Linked DNA regions of Ovis aries: region 1 is linked to region 2. Evidence: chromatin contacts called from public Hi-C data. All regions are on one chromosome and are shown on one strand. Each heading gives the region's core, a stretch centred on a gene start, on an enhancer-like site or on the middle of the called end of the contact. The rest is flanking DNA. Distances are from core to core; before and after follow the strand shown.

What was found. A called contact is a pair of places that touch in the nucleus more often than the background predicts.
Region 1: a contact with region 2 is called in a Hi-C map of liver, with 1.7 times the contacts expected there. The contact joins the promoter of MAT1A here to the enhancer-like site in region 2. A contact is called at or near these places in 2 of 16 Hi-C or Micro-C datasets (liver and mixed tissues).

The regions. Positions count from the first base shown.
Region 1 is chr25:34,760,821-34,768,107 of ARS-UI_Ramb_v3.0, reverse strand. It overlaps MAT1A (methionine adenosyltransferase 1A), which reads left to right and starts at 4,789. Exons shown (of 9, transcript XM_042240794.2): 1 at 4,789-4,880. The coding sequence starts at 4,865. DYDC1 (DPY30 domain containing 1) reads left to right here. Exons shown (of 8, transcript XM_060406558.1): 8 at 4,789-7,287. The coding sequence ends at 4,860.
Region 2 is chr25:34,713,431-34,720,792 of ARS-UI_Ramb_v3.0, reverse strand. MAT1A (methionine adenosyltransferase 1A) reads left to right here. Exons shown (of 9, transcript XM_042240794.2): 9 at 1-77. Among named protein-coding and RNA genes, the nearest start is that of SFTPA1, 13 kb to the right of the region's middle. Within about 2 kb of position 2,227, at least 3 of the 54 cell types and tissues checked have an H3K27ac peak or open chromatin away from gene starts, as enhancers often do. A contact at or near this core is called in liver, where this site is marked.

The DNA.
Region 1 (7,287 bases), core at 3,540-6,039, 45 kb before region 2:
GTGAATAATGTTGCTATCAACTTGTGTATTCAAACTTGTATGTGGACATGTGTTTTCAGTTTTTCTGAGTATATACCTCGGAGTGAGTCATACAGTAATTCCATGTTGAAGTTTTTGAGGAACCTCCAAGCTACTTTCCACTGCAGCTACACCATGTCACATTCCTACCAACAATGTATCATCCCCACTTACACTTGGTATTTACCATTTTCTTTTTGTGTGTGTGGCTATCCTAATGGGTGTGAAGTCATGTGTCATGGTGGTTTGGTTTGTATTTCCGTAATTACTAATAACTAAGCATCTTTACATGTGCTTGTTGGTCATATTTATGTCTTTGGAGAGATGTTCTTTCAAGTCCTTTGCCTGTTTTTATTTTGTTATTTTTATTTTTTGTAGTTTTAAGGTTTTTGGGTTTTTTTTTTTTAAGAAAAATATATTCTCTGGATTCTAGACACTTATTGGTTATATAATTTGCAAATATTTTCTCCCATTCTCTCGCTCTCCTGATGGCGTCTTTTAATCCTCCAAAGATTCCATTTTCAAAAAGTCCAGTTCATCCATTTTTTCTTTTGTTGCTTGTGCTTTTGATGTCATGTCTAAGAAATTATTGCCAAATCCAAGGTCATAAAGGTTTACACCCATGGTTTCTTTGAAAAGTTTCATAATTTTAACTTTTATTTAGATATTTAATCCATTTCAAATTAATCTCATATATAATACGAAGTAAAGGTCCAACTTCCTTCTTTTGCGTTTGCCTATTCCGTCATCCCAGCACCGTTCATTGAAGAGACTGTTCTTTCTCCATCGAAAAGTCTTGGCACTCTGTTGAAATCAGTTAAGATAATATATATGTATGGGTTTACATACATTGCGGACTCTCCATGCTATTCAATCAATCTATATTACTGTTTTTATCCCAGTAATACCCTCTTTTGACTATTGTAGCTTTGTAATTTTTATGAGTTTTGAAATTGAAAAGTGTGAGCCCTCCAACTTTGTTCTTTTTCAATGTTTTGGCTATTAGGCCCCCTTGAAATTGCATATGAATTTTAGGATTGTCTTTTTCATTTTTGTAAGGGAGTACATTGGGATTTTGATGGGGATTTCATTGAATCCTTAGACAGGTTTGGGATATATGGCCATCTTAACAGTGTTAAGTCTTCCAATTCACAAACACAAGATGTTTTTCTATTTAAGTTTTCTTTATTTCTGTCAAAAATGTTTTGTATTTTTCAGCACACAGGTCTTGCTCCTTCTTGGTTACATTTATTCCTAAGCATTATTAATGCTATTATAAATGAAATTATTTTATTAATCTCTCTTTTACATTGTTCATTACTTATATACTGAAATGCAGTTGGTTTTGTTTATTGGTCTTATATCCTGAAATTTTGTTGAATTTATTTATTAGCTCTAGTAGTTTTTTTGTTTTTGTGATTGCTTAGAATTTTTTATACACAAGATCATGTCATTTACAAAGAGAGATAATTTTACTTCTTCCTTTCCAATTTGTGTACCTTTTAATTCTTTTTTTATTCCCTTAATTGCTCTGGCCAGAACTTTCAGTATAACATTGAATAGAAGTGTTGAAAGTGGGCATCCTTGTTTTGTTCCTGATTTTAGGGGGAAAGCTTTCCATTTTTCACAAGTAAATATTTTGTGACTGGGGTATTTTAGAGTTTTTTTTTTTTAATCAATTGAAAAATTCCATGTATTCATGATGTGTTGAATGTTTTTATCATGATATGATCCTTTTTATGTTTTTCTAGGGCCAATTTACTAGGAATTAGTTAAGGATATTTGTATCCATATTCAAAGCAGATACTGGTCTCTAGTTTTCTTATGTTGTCCTTAGCTTTGGTATATGTTTAATACTGGTTTCATAGACTAAGCAAGGAAGCATTCCTTTCTCTTTTGTTCTCGGAAGAGTTTATGAAGGATTAGTATTGATAATTCTTTAATTGGTAGAATTTTTTTAATTGATAGAATTCACCCATAAAGCCTTCTAGACCTATTCTTTTCTTCGTTGGAAGCTATTGATTACTAATTCATTCTCTTTACTGCCAGTATTTCTGTTTCTTTTTGAGTCAGTTTTTATAGTTTATGTCTTTCTAGGAGTCTGTTCATTTCACCTACGTTATCTAATTTGGCATAGAATTAACATACAATCCTTATAATCCTTTATGGGGTGCATATATCTTTTTGAGTTAGTGTATTAATTTTCTTTGATAAATACCCAGAAGTGGAATTGCTGGATCATATAGTTTCACTTTATTTTTTTGAGGAACCCTGTACTATTTTTCATAGTGGCTACATCAATTTACAATTCCCCAAAGAGTGTACTTGGGGCTCCTTTTCTTTTCATCCTCACCAATACTTGCTATTTCTTGTGTTTTTTTGATAGAAGTCCTTCTAGTGGGTATGAAGTGCTATCTCTTTGTGGTTTTTATTTGCATTCCATGATGATTAGTAATGTTGAGCACCTTTTCACGTTAGCCATCTGCGTGTCTTTGAAAAAGTTATCTATTTGGATTGCCTGCCTATTAAAAAAATTTTTTTGATATTGAATTGTATGAATTCTTAGCAGATATATGATTTTTCAAATATTCTTTCCCATTTGGTAGGTTGCCTTTTCATTTTGTTGATGGTTTCTTTTGCTGTGCAGAAGCGTTTTAGTTTGACTTAGTCTCACTTGTTTATTTCTGGTCTTGTTGCCTTTGGTTTGATGTCAAATTTAAAAAATAATCACCAAGAATGATGTCAAAAAGCTTACCACCTATGTTCTCTTCTAGGAGTTTTATGATTTAGGGTCTTTAATAATTTTGAGTTAATTTTTGTGAATGGTGTAAGCTAGTGGTTTCATTCTTTTGCATGTGGCTATCCAATTTTTCCAACACTGTTTATTGAAGACACTGTCCTTTAAAAGAAATATATTAATAAATAATACTCTGGTTTAGAATAATGCCTACTTAATTTTATTTATTAAGAAGCAGAAACTGCTTCTACATAGCTCTACTTTCTTCCTCCTCTTTTGTGCTATCATTGTCATAGAAATAACACTTTCAAATTTGTATGCCCATTAACACAGACTTTTAATTGTTGCTTTTAAATAATATAGGAGAAAAAGTTACAAACAAAAAATACATAATTATGGGTATCAATGTTCATTATTTCTTCATGGGAATTCAAATTACTGTCCAGTTTCACTTCTGCCTGAAGAATTCTCTTTAGTATTTCTTGCAGAGCAAGTCTGCTAGCAATGAATTCTGTTAGCTTTGTTTTAATTTCTCATTTATTTCTGAAGGATGGTTTTGTTGGATATAGAGTTATTATCAGTGTTTCCTTTCAGCACTTTGAATATGTAATCCCACTGCCTTCTATCCTCCAAGGTTTCTGATGAGGAATTAGCTGTTAATTTCGTTGAGCATCCCTTGTATGTGATAAGCTGCTTCTCTGTTGCTGCTCCCAAGATTCAGTCCTTATTTTTGGATAGATTGATTATGATTTCCCTCAATATGCATCTCTTTGAGTTTATCCTACTTGGAGTACACTGGGGCTTCTTGGATTTGTGGTTTAATATTTTCTATAAAATTTGGGAAGTTTGGGACCATTATTTCTTCAAATATTATTTTAGCTTCTTTTTCTTTCTGCAACTCATTTATGCACATGTTGGTATAATTGATGGTGTTCTATTTGTCTTTCAGGCTTTGTTATTGCATATTTTTTTTCTTTGTTTGTCTCAGAGTGAATAATGTCAATTGACCTATCTCCATAATGTTGATTTATTCTTCTACCAGCTCAACTCTGCTATTGCATTCCTCATATGAATTTTTCATTCTAGTCACTGTTTTTCAACTCCAGAATTTCTAAGTTTTCTTTAGTTTTTATGGTTTATTTTAGCACTTTGAACAAATTTAAAATAGTTGATTTAAGGTTTTGTCTAATAAATCCCATGCTTGACTTTTCCTTAGGGACAATTTCTAATAATCTTTTTTTTTTTCTGAATATGGGCCATACTTTCTTGTTTCTTTGCATACCTTGCAATTTTTTGAAAAGTGGGGATTTCAAAACATATGTATTAACAATTCTGGAAAACAGATTCTACCCTCACCACAGAATTTACTATTGCTATTTGTTCTTGTTATTTGTTTGTTTAGTAACTTTTCTGAATTTATTTTATCATGTCTGTATGTATTGTCATATGTGGTCACTGAAGTCTGCTTGGGTTGCTTAGTCAGCCTTTGATTTGACAGAGGTTTCTTTAGATGTTTGAAACCGATAAATCTTCCAGACTTTGTTGTGGCGTACATGCAATGCTTAGGTATGTAGTTTATAGCTCTGCTTTAATCTTCACTTTCTGATTGTGTTGAGCCTCCTCCAGTTCAGCCAGAGATGAGAGCTTAGGGTCGTCTTGGGTCTTTCTTAACTGTATATATAGCCTTAGGCATGCAACCCAGCAGCCATGTCATTTTCTAGCAATATTGCAGAACTTTTAATAGTCCCCTACGGAATCTCATTCTTAAGCTTTTTGACTTAAGGTTTTGGTCATCTTGTTCTTTGTCCCAGTCATTATCACTGTATCAGTCAGCCATGATGTTAAAAAAAAGTTGGTGCTGATTTTTTGTTTGCATAGGTGAACTTCGAGTCATGTCAAATAGAGTTTTTTCAAGTGGGATTTTCCATGGAACTTCCAGGAAAGTCAAATAATGACTATTTTCTGGGGATTGGCCTTTAGATAAGTTCCATCCTGATTCTGCCTTTATTTATTTATTTATTTTTGGCTAATAGGTCACTGATTTTCACCATGGTTTCAACATGAAAGCTCTGTTGATTTTCAAGACTACCATAGACTTGGGATAGGGGAATGGGAATAGAGAAAGGTAAGTAGCCACAAGGTTCATGCTATTCTTGAGATTCAGCTATTTTTCTTGAATGAATATTCCCTGAATTTTTTGCCAGTCTTTGGTTAATTTTGAGTTCTGAAAAAGTTGGTTTTGACAGTTTATACCAGCATTATTACTGTTTTTATGGAGAAGAGGGTTTTGGGAGATATTTTTAGAGATCTTTATTTTTGGAAATCATTATTTTACCTTTATTTTAAAATTGTTTAGTTTTGTTCTTAGGCATCCTAGTGAGATAAGGCCAAATGGCGCATTTCTTTCTAACATTAAATGAAATCTATAATCATCTATCATGTAAATGATATGAGATGTAAGCCTTTGAATTTTGTATATAAATGTTTTTTGGATTTTGACATTTGCCTTTGAAGCAGTTTTCTACTGCTTATAAAACTGTAAGTTGACAGTTTTTTCTCTTTCAGTATTTTAAGGATGATTTCTTGCTCTCTTCTCATTGCTTTGTTTTTGGTAAGAGACCTAACGTCACCCTTAGGTGTTCTTATGTAATATGTCTATTTTCTCTGATTTTAATAGTTTATCTTTATTACTGGTTTTGAACAATTTGATTTTGATATGCCTTGGTGTACTTTACTTCATATTTTGTATGCCTTAGGTTTATTTGAGTTTCTTGGCTTAGGTTTTTATTAAATTTGGAAAAAGTTTTAGTCTTTATTTCTTAAGTATTTCTTTACTATTTTCTCTCTAGGGTGAACTGAGCTCACTGATGTTGTAATTCCCTTCTTTTTGTTTTTTTGCCTCTCCATGTTTCATTTTTGAAAGTTTCTGTTGCTAAAGATTTTTTTCTCTGCGATATCTACTGTTAATCCTGTCTGGTATATTTAGCATTTATATTTATTATTTTTATAATATCATCCATCCTCTACTTAATATGTTCATTCTTTCCTCTTGCTTATAAAATGTATAGGAGACAATTGGAAAGTTTGCATTAATGTTTCTGGTTACTAATTCTGTCATTGCATTGGGGCAATTTTGATTTATTTTTTCCTTATTATAGGTTATTTTTCTTCTTTGCTTGGTAACTTTTTATGTGAATTTTGTCTTCTTGAATGTTGCGCATTTTTATTCCTAAAGTAAATATTTTCGAGCTTTTCTCCTAGGTGTAATTAAGTTACTTGGAAATAGTTTGATATCTTTTCAGGTCTTAGTTTTAAGAAGCTTTGTGAATTGGGACCAAGAGAGCATTCCGTCTTGGGCTAATTTTGCCCTGCAACTAAGGCAATAGTCTTGAACGTATGCTACCCGATGCTAGTGAGTTATGAGGAGTCCCACTTTGGCTGTGGGAAGATCAATTATTTTATTATATTTTTGAAATGACTTTATTTTTTCCAATTAAAATCTATTATTTTAGAGAATTATTTATTTTATTTTAAAATTTTATTGGCATATAGTTGATTTACAGTTTGTGTTAGTTTTAGGTGTACAGTCAAGTGATTCAGCTTTACATAGACATATATTCATTCTTTTCCAGATTCTTTTTGCATGTAGTAAAACCACTTTGTTGATGTGTGATTGACAGGAAGAGAACTTCTTCCTGAGTCTTTTTGAGCCATGCTGTCTAATCATTTCAGGCGGTTCCTTCTTTAGCTTTGTGTCATTTCCTCATACACAGGCATTTATTACCCAGCTGAAGACTCGAAGTGGACCCTCTGTAGGTTTCTCTGTGCTTTCAGTTCCTTTTCCTTCAGTCAAGGAGTCACCAGGCTTCATATACTTCCCCCTCCCTCACTGTAGTAGAGAACACTTTTTTCTCTCATTTCGTGATTACTGTCCCTTGTTGCTCAGCCATCACTGTCTTGAAATGTATTGTTTCACGTATTTTGTCCTGGTTTTGTTTCATGTGCAAGACCTGAACCTTTTACACCATTCTGGCTTGAAGCCAAAGATCAAACCCTATAGACTTTTTCTCATGAAAAACTGTTCCTTTGCTATACTCATCTTTCTTAGTTTTATGACGTTCAGTGTGATTATTTTCTGAGGACTTTAGGAGTCCTGAATGTACCTAATGACTTATATCTCTTATCCTGTTTGAAACTAGGCATAAGGGGCCAAATGCCCCTTATGAGTCAAAGAATCGACTTCATGGATGTTAATTTCATCAAAGAGTGCCCTTTGGACACTGGGCCAAAACAGTGTTTCATTCCTACTGGTTAGTCTCAAGAAAAGCAGTCAGGAAGCTGCAGTTCTGTCTGTGCCAGGTGGAGAGCCTGGTCTATTGGCTTCTCAGAGGGGGAGATAAAAGCACAGAGGGTCTTTGGTTGGTTTGATTGGCTGAGACATTGAGGAGCAAGAGCTCTAAGTCCCAGGTGGGCCTGCGGCCTTTAGACCAGACCCACTCATCCTTCTCTTGGAAGAAGCAAGAGAGGAGGGT
Region 2 (7,362 bases), core at 978-3,477:
CAACACTGTTATATGAAACTGGAGTCTATTTGTTAATAGTGCCTGCTAAGCCAGTGAATAAAACCTCGAGAAGCAACTACTCTATGCTCAGTTTCTGTCTGCAGCTGCCCTAGACACCTCACCTCTGAGTAGCATCACCTCATCTATCCTGCAGCCAAGTGGCTGTCCTGCCCTCAGGTGGCCCGACTGAAGTCTCTGCCATCCTGTCCACATGGGCTCCGGGGCCTCACGCCAGCTTGTGTATTATCGCTGCCTCACCTATTCATTCCACACCACACTGCATGGAGGTGGGCGGACCCAGGAAACCCCCGTTACTCGTGGAGACCTTGAGGCAAACCGAAATGGGTTAGGACCCAGAGTGGCTGACAGGTGGCTTCCCCAGCCTTCGGAGTCTGCCCCTCGTCCTCGCCTGGTTTCTTCTGCTTCCCCTTCTTGCGTGTTGTCTACAGTGTGCTTGGCATGAAGCAAGTGTTCAGGCAGTATTTGTCGATCGGTTCAGTGACTGAAGTCAAGTGAGGTGAGTGAGCCAAGGGGGTTGGTCAGCAGAGTTGGGAGTTTGGTCTGGGAGGTGGTGGTGGATGGAGGATTTGGGGCATGAGAGGGGACTGGAAGAAATAGCAACCCAGCAGTGGATGGCTGGGGTGAAAGGCTTGGAATGGGGGACTTTAAGAGAAATTTTCGCCAAATTTTCGACAAATTCCCCAGAGCTGATATGACTGGGGCACAGTATCGGGAACAATGATACAATAGCCAAGATACGGAAACAACCCGAGTCTGCCGATGGATGGATAAAGAGGATGCGCTTTATGTGTGCAGTGGAGTGTCATTCATGAACAAGAAGGAGACCTGCCATTTGCAGCAACATGGATGAAACTTTAGGGCATTAGGCTACATGAGATAAGTCGAAGAAAGGCAAACGGTATGATGTCACTTAGGTGTGGAATCTACAAAAGCCGACCGAGAGTAGAATGGTGGCTGTGAGTGGGTGAGACGGTGGGTAGATGGGGGAATGGGGAGATGTTAGCCAAAGGGTAGACACTTCCAGTTAAAAGTTCTGGGGAGCTGATATATAACAGTGATTATAGCTAATAGCACTGTATATACTTAAAATTGCTAAGCGTGTGGATCTTAAATATTCCCACCACAAAAAAGACATGATAATTGCATGACATGATGGAAGTGTTAGCTAATGCTCTGGTGGTAATCATTTTGCAGCATATTAAGTGTATTAAATCAGCTCTTTGTACACCTTAAGCGTATCTATGTCATAGGTCAATTATATCTCAGTAAGTCTGTGGGGAAAAAGCAGAGGGACAGACGCCCGGTTCCTGGACTCAGATCTACTGCCTTCTTACTGTGGCATCTTCGTGAAAGAGGTTTTGGGGAAATAAGAGAGGCTGTGCTCTGAGTTCGGCTCATATCAGCCTTCAGTTCAGTCCAGTCACTCAGTTGTGTCCGACTCTTTGCGACCCCATGAATCACAGCACGCCAGGCCTCCCTGTCCATCACCAACTCCTGGAGTTCACTCAGACTCACATCCATCGAGTCAGTGATGCCATCCAGCCATCAATGCAGAAAAATGTGGGTAGGGAAATAACTCCATGTAAGCAGAAACTAGCCAGAGGGAACCAGAGTTTGCAACCCCAGAAGTCTGCATCAAAGGTGCCATTGGACCTCCCTTTACGAGATGGGAGTCCAACAGACCCATTTGCTGTGACTGTCTCAAGACAATGTGAGCCTCAAAAGTCATAAGGGAAATAATTCACTATATCTCGTTTCATAAAAAATTTCTGTACATTGGAAAAACACAAAGATAAAACATAAGTAACAAATGGAAAATATTTGCAATGTCAAATTTAATGAACCAGAGATCAATAAGAAAGCAGCCAAAACCCCAGAGGTAAATGAACAAAATACAAGAACAGGAATAGACAGATGTCATTAAAGTAATGGAACAAACCACCAGAAATGAGTGTTGCTCAGCTGTACACATTTCAAGAAATAACTTTTAAAAAATGCAGTATTGGATCTTGGCCAAGAAATGGCTGGGGGGTGGGGTGGGGAAATATTCTTAAAATTCAGAGCTATCAAAGGCATAAGGAAGTACGCATTTCCAAATACAGTCCCTGTGACTTGTTCACAGACTTCCAAGAGAGTACTCAGTTCTTTTGTTCTTAACATTTAAATGCCATGTTTGTCTGGTTTGACCTCTGGGTCAGAGGTGCCATCAAGACAGGGAGGGAGTGCTTTGCTCCCTGAAATGTGGGTCAGGTGGCCATGCCCCATCCTGAGGACGACCAGGAAGGCAAGGTTGGTGTGTGCTGAATGGATCATGGTGGTAGTGGTAGGGTGGGCATGTGACTCTTCTTGGGAAACCCATGTCTATTCTTGCCTACCTAAGAGCAGGGTCCTCTCTTGTTGCCAAGGTTGAAGGGGCTCCCTCTAGGGTGTTTTGTGGAGTTCCAACAGGGTGGCCCTGGGACACTGGGGGCTAGAAGGAGCCCCTGTCCTCTACAAGCCAAGGCTGAAACTGCTGAGGCATTTGTGTAGCCTAAGAGGACTAATCAGATCCCCAAGTTACAGAGGAGGAAACAGGCTCAGGAGTGTGGGGCCACCTCTGAGGATCCTCACTCCATAAAGGGCTGACCCTGTCCCCAGGCAGGATAGGAACCACAGGTGTGGTGGCTGAGTCTCCTTCACTTCATTGCAAGAAGTGGCTGGATCATGTCCCACCCAGCACTGGGCCTCACCATGCTGCTCTGTAGGGTATGAGGACCCTCCAAGCTGTGTGTACTCTCCGGTAAGAGGGACAGCCATGGGCCCCTGGGGAGGAGTAGGGAACTCCCTTTCACTTACCCCTGGACCCTGTGGGCCACCCCACCACCACCTCCAGGGTCCCTGACCTCAACCACTGGCGCACACCTCCCTCCTCCTGACTGAAGGTTGGGTTGGGTGCAGTGGGGTAGGGGTCTCTTGATATTTGTGGGTGATGTAAAGCTGGTTGGCTTGTTCTGTTGGGCTGAGGGTTTCCTAGTCAGCTCTAGGGGGCAGCCCTGGCCAGGCTGACAGTGCTGCCTCCCCATCGCCTCCCCCAGGGCTGCGCCCCCTCCCAAGAGGCAGGCCCCTCCACCTCCCTCCACGCACCTCTGAAGAGCAGTGCCCCCCTCCTGTGGCCAAGATTGAGGGTCCTACCTAGGAACTTTCTCCCTAAAAAAAAAAAAAATGTGGTGGGGGGAGAAGGGAAGAAGGAAGATCACCTTTAATTAGCTCTGGTTTTGGCAACAAATATCCCGAGGTCATGAGCTCCACGGTATCTCACTTGTTTCTGTCTTACTTCTGTTTCTCTGCTTTTCTTATGTTTCATTTTCCATTTCTAACTTTCTGAGCTCCAGATAGATTCCAGTGGCTTCTAGATCCAAAATTTACCCCAGAGGCAGTTCTACAGTTTCCACATCATTTTCCGCTTCAACTTTTTCACTTGTTTCTAGTTTCTCTGACAGGCAATTACAGAAAATAATCTCTGTTACTTGTATTTTTCAAAATATTCTGAGGTTTTTGTTGTAGTCCAAAATGGTGAATTTTAATCTTATGTGATGACCTGATGTCATTAGCATGTAGATTTGCATCTATTTCACTTTGTTGTTTAAATGTTTTGAATTATGTAAATCAGATACTCCAATGGACAGTAATTTTAAGCTTTCCTTAGGGAAAGCTATAGACGAGAGAGAACAGTAATGTGTGAGTGGTCAGGCATGGCAGATGGTGGTTTCCTCCCTCCCCTTCTCTTCCTTCCCTCCTGCCTCACTCCCTCTCTCCCCCTCCTAACCATCCCTTCCTTTTTCCTATCTTTTTTTCCTTCCCTCCCTCCTATCCACAGAGGGTCTCCAACAAGATGAACCCAAACAGACTTACACCAAGATATTTAAATTTAAAAAGTTAAAGAGAATTTTATTTTTTTTTATTTTTTTTATTTTTTAAATTTTAAAATCTTTAATTCTTACATGCATTCCCAAACATGAACCCCCCTCCCACCTCCCTCCCCATAACATCTTTCTGGGTCATCCCCAAGAGAATTTTAAAGGCAGCAAGAGAAGAACCAGTCCACATATAAGGAAACCCTTGTAAGACTGTCAGCCGATTTTTCTGCAGAAATTTTGCAGGCCAGACAGGATCTCTTGTAACTTAATATAAAAACAAACGAATAATTAAGAAATGGGCAGAAGACCTGAATAGATATTTTTTTTCTAAAGAAAACATTCAGATGGCCAACAGTCACATGAAAAGATGCTCAACATCACTAAACATTAGGAGATGCAAATCATAACTACAATGAGATGTAATAAACCTGTCATAATGGCTGTAATCAAAAAGAGAATAAATAGGGAGTTACCTGGTGGTCTAGTGGTTAGGACTGTTATTCCCATCTCTCAAGAATTTCTACAGTTTGTTGTGACCCACATAGTCTAAATCTTTAGTGTAGACAATGAAGCAGAAGTAGATGTTTTTCTGGAATACCCTTGATTTCTCCATGATCCGTGTTGGCAATTTAATCTCTGGTTCTTCTACCTTTTGGAAACCAGCTTGCACATCTAGAAGTTCTCAGTTCATGCTGCTGAAGCCTAGCTTGAAGGATTTGAGCATAACCTTGCTAACATGTGAAATGAGCGCAATTGCATGGTAGTTTTAACATTCTTTGACATCGGAATGAAAACTGACTGTACAAAAAGGTCTTAATGACCCAGATAACCATGATGGTATGGTCACTCACTTAGAGCCAGACATCCTTGAATGTGAAGGCAAGTGGGCCTTAGGAAGCATTACTATGAAAAAAAGCTAGTGGAGGTGACAGAATTCCAGCTGAGCTATTTCAAATCCTAAAAGATGTTAAAGTGCAGCACTCAATACATCAGCAAATTGGAAAACTCAGCAGTGGCCACAGAACCGGAAAAGGTCAGTTTTCATTCCAATCCCAAAGCAAGGCAGTGCCAAAGAACTACCATATGATCCAACAATTCCACTCATGGGTATTTCCCTGAAGAAAATAAAAACACGAATTCAAAAAGATATATGCATCTTAATGTTCAGAGCTGGGGCTTCCCAGGTGGCGCTAGTGGTAAAGAACCCACCTGCCCTGGGTCTGGAAGATCCCTTGGAGGAGGAAATGGCAACCCACTCCACTATTCCTGCCTGGAGAATCCTATGGACAGAGGAGCCTGGTGGGCTACAGTCCATAGGGTCACGAAGTGTCGAACACGACTGAAGCAACTTAGCAGGCTAGCATGCACGTTCACAGCTGCATTATTTACAGTAGCGAAGATATGGGGCAAACTAAGTGTCCATCAGCAGACAAACGGACAAAGAAGACGTATATATTTCACGAAATGTGAAGTGAAGTGTTAGTCAGTTGTGCCTGCCTCTTTGTGACACCATGAACTGCAGCCTACCATACTCCTCTGTCCATGGGATTTTCCAGGTAAGAATACTGGAGTGGGTGGCCATTTCCTTCTCCAGGGGATCTTCCCAACCTAAGGATCGAACCTGGGTCTCCTGCACTGCAGGCAGATTCTTTACCGACTAAGCTTATTCAATCATAAAAAGAATGGAATTCTGCCATTTACAACAGCATGGATGGACCTGAAGAGTATTAAGCTTAATGAAACAAAGACAAATACTGTATGTCGTCACTCAGATCTAAAATCTGATAAAATGCGGTATAACAAGGAAACAGACTTATAGAGGACAAACTAGTAGAGAAGGAGGGAGGGGCAAGAGATTAAGAGGTAAAAACTATGTTTCAACAGGTGACAAGGGGATATAGCCAATATTTATATTAATTTTAAATGGGAATTATTTGTTCTAGTTCTGTGAAAAATGTGGCTGGTAGCTTGATAGGGATTGCATTGAATTTGTAAATTGCTTTGGGTAGTATACTCATTTTCACTATATTGATTCTTCCAATCCATGAACATGGTATATTTCTCCATCTATTAGTGTCCTCTTTGATTTCTTTCATCAGTGTTTTATAGTTTTCTATATATAGGTCTTTAGTTTCTTTAGGTAGATATATTCCTAAGTATTTTATTCTTTTCGTTGCAATGGTGAATGGAATTGTTTCCTTAATTTCTTTTTCTACTTTCTCATTATTCGTGTATAGGAATGCAAGGGATTTCTGTGTGTTGATTTTATATCCTGCAACTTTACTATATTCATTGATTAGCTCTAGTAATTTTCTGGTGGAGTCTTTAGGGTTTTCCATGTAGAGGATCATGTCATCTGCAAACAGTGACAGTTTTACTTCTTCTTTTCCAATTTGGATTCCTTTTATTTCTTTTTCTGCTCTGATTGCTGTGGCCAAAACTTCCAGAACTATGTTGAATAGTAGCGGTGAAAGTGGACACCCTTGTCTTGTTCCTGACTTTAGGGGAAATGCTTTCAATTTTTCACCATTGAGGATAATGTTTGCTGTGGGTTTGTCATGGAAATACAAAAAACCTCGAATAGCCAAAGCAATCTTGAGAAAGAAGAATGGAACTGGAGGAATCAACTTGCCTGACTTCAGGCTCTACTACAAAGCCACAGTCATCAAGACAGTATGGTACTGGCACAAAGACAGACATATAGATCAATGGAACAAAATAGAAAGCCCAGAGATAAATCCACACACATATGGACACCTTATCTTTGACAGAGGAGGCAAGAATATACAATGGAGTAAAGACAATCTCTTTAACAAGTGGTGCTGGGAAAACTGGTCAACCACTTGTAAAAGAATGAAACTAGATCACTTTCTAACACCCCACACAAAAATAAACTCAAAATGGATTAAAGATCTAAATGTAAGATCAGAAACTATAAAACTCCTAGAGGAGAACATAGGCAAAACACTCTCAGACATAAATCACAGCAGGATCCTCTATGATCCACCTCCCAGAATTCTGGAAATAAAAGCAAAAATAAACAAATGGGATCTAATTAAAATTAAAAGCTTCTGCACAACAAAGGAAAATATAAGCAAGGTGAAAAGACAGCCTTCTGAATGGGAGAAAATAATAGCAAATGAAGCAACTGACAAACAACTAATCTCAAAAATATACAAGCAACTTATGCAGCTCAATTCCAGAAAAATAAACGACCCAATCAAAAAATGGGCCAAAGAACTAAATAGACATTTCTCCAAAGAAGACATACGGATGGCTAACAAACACATGAAAAGATGCTCAACATCACTCATTATTAGAGAAATGCAAATCAAAACCACAATGAGGTACCACTTCACACCAGTTAGAATGGCTGCAATCCAAAAATCTGCAAGCAATAAATGCTGGAGAGGGTGTGGAGAAAGGGAACCCTCCTACACTGTTG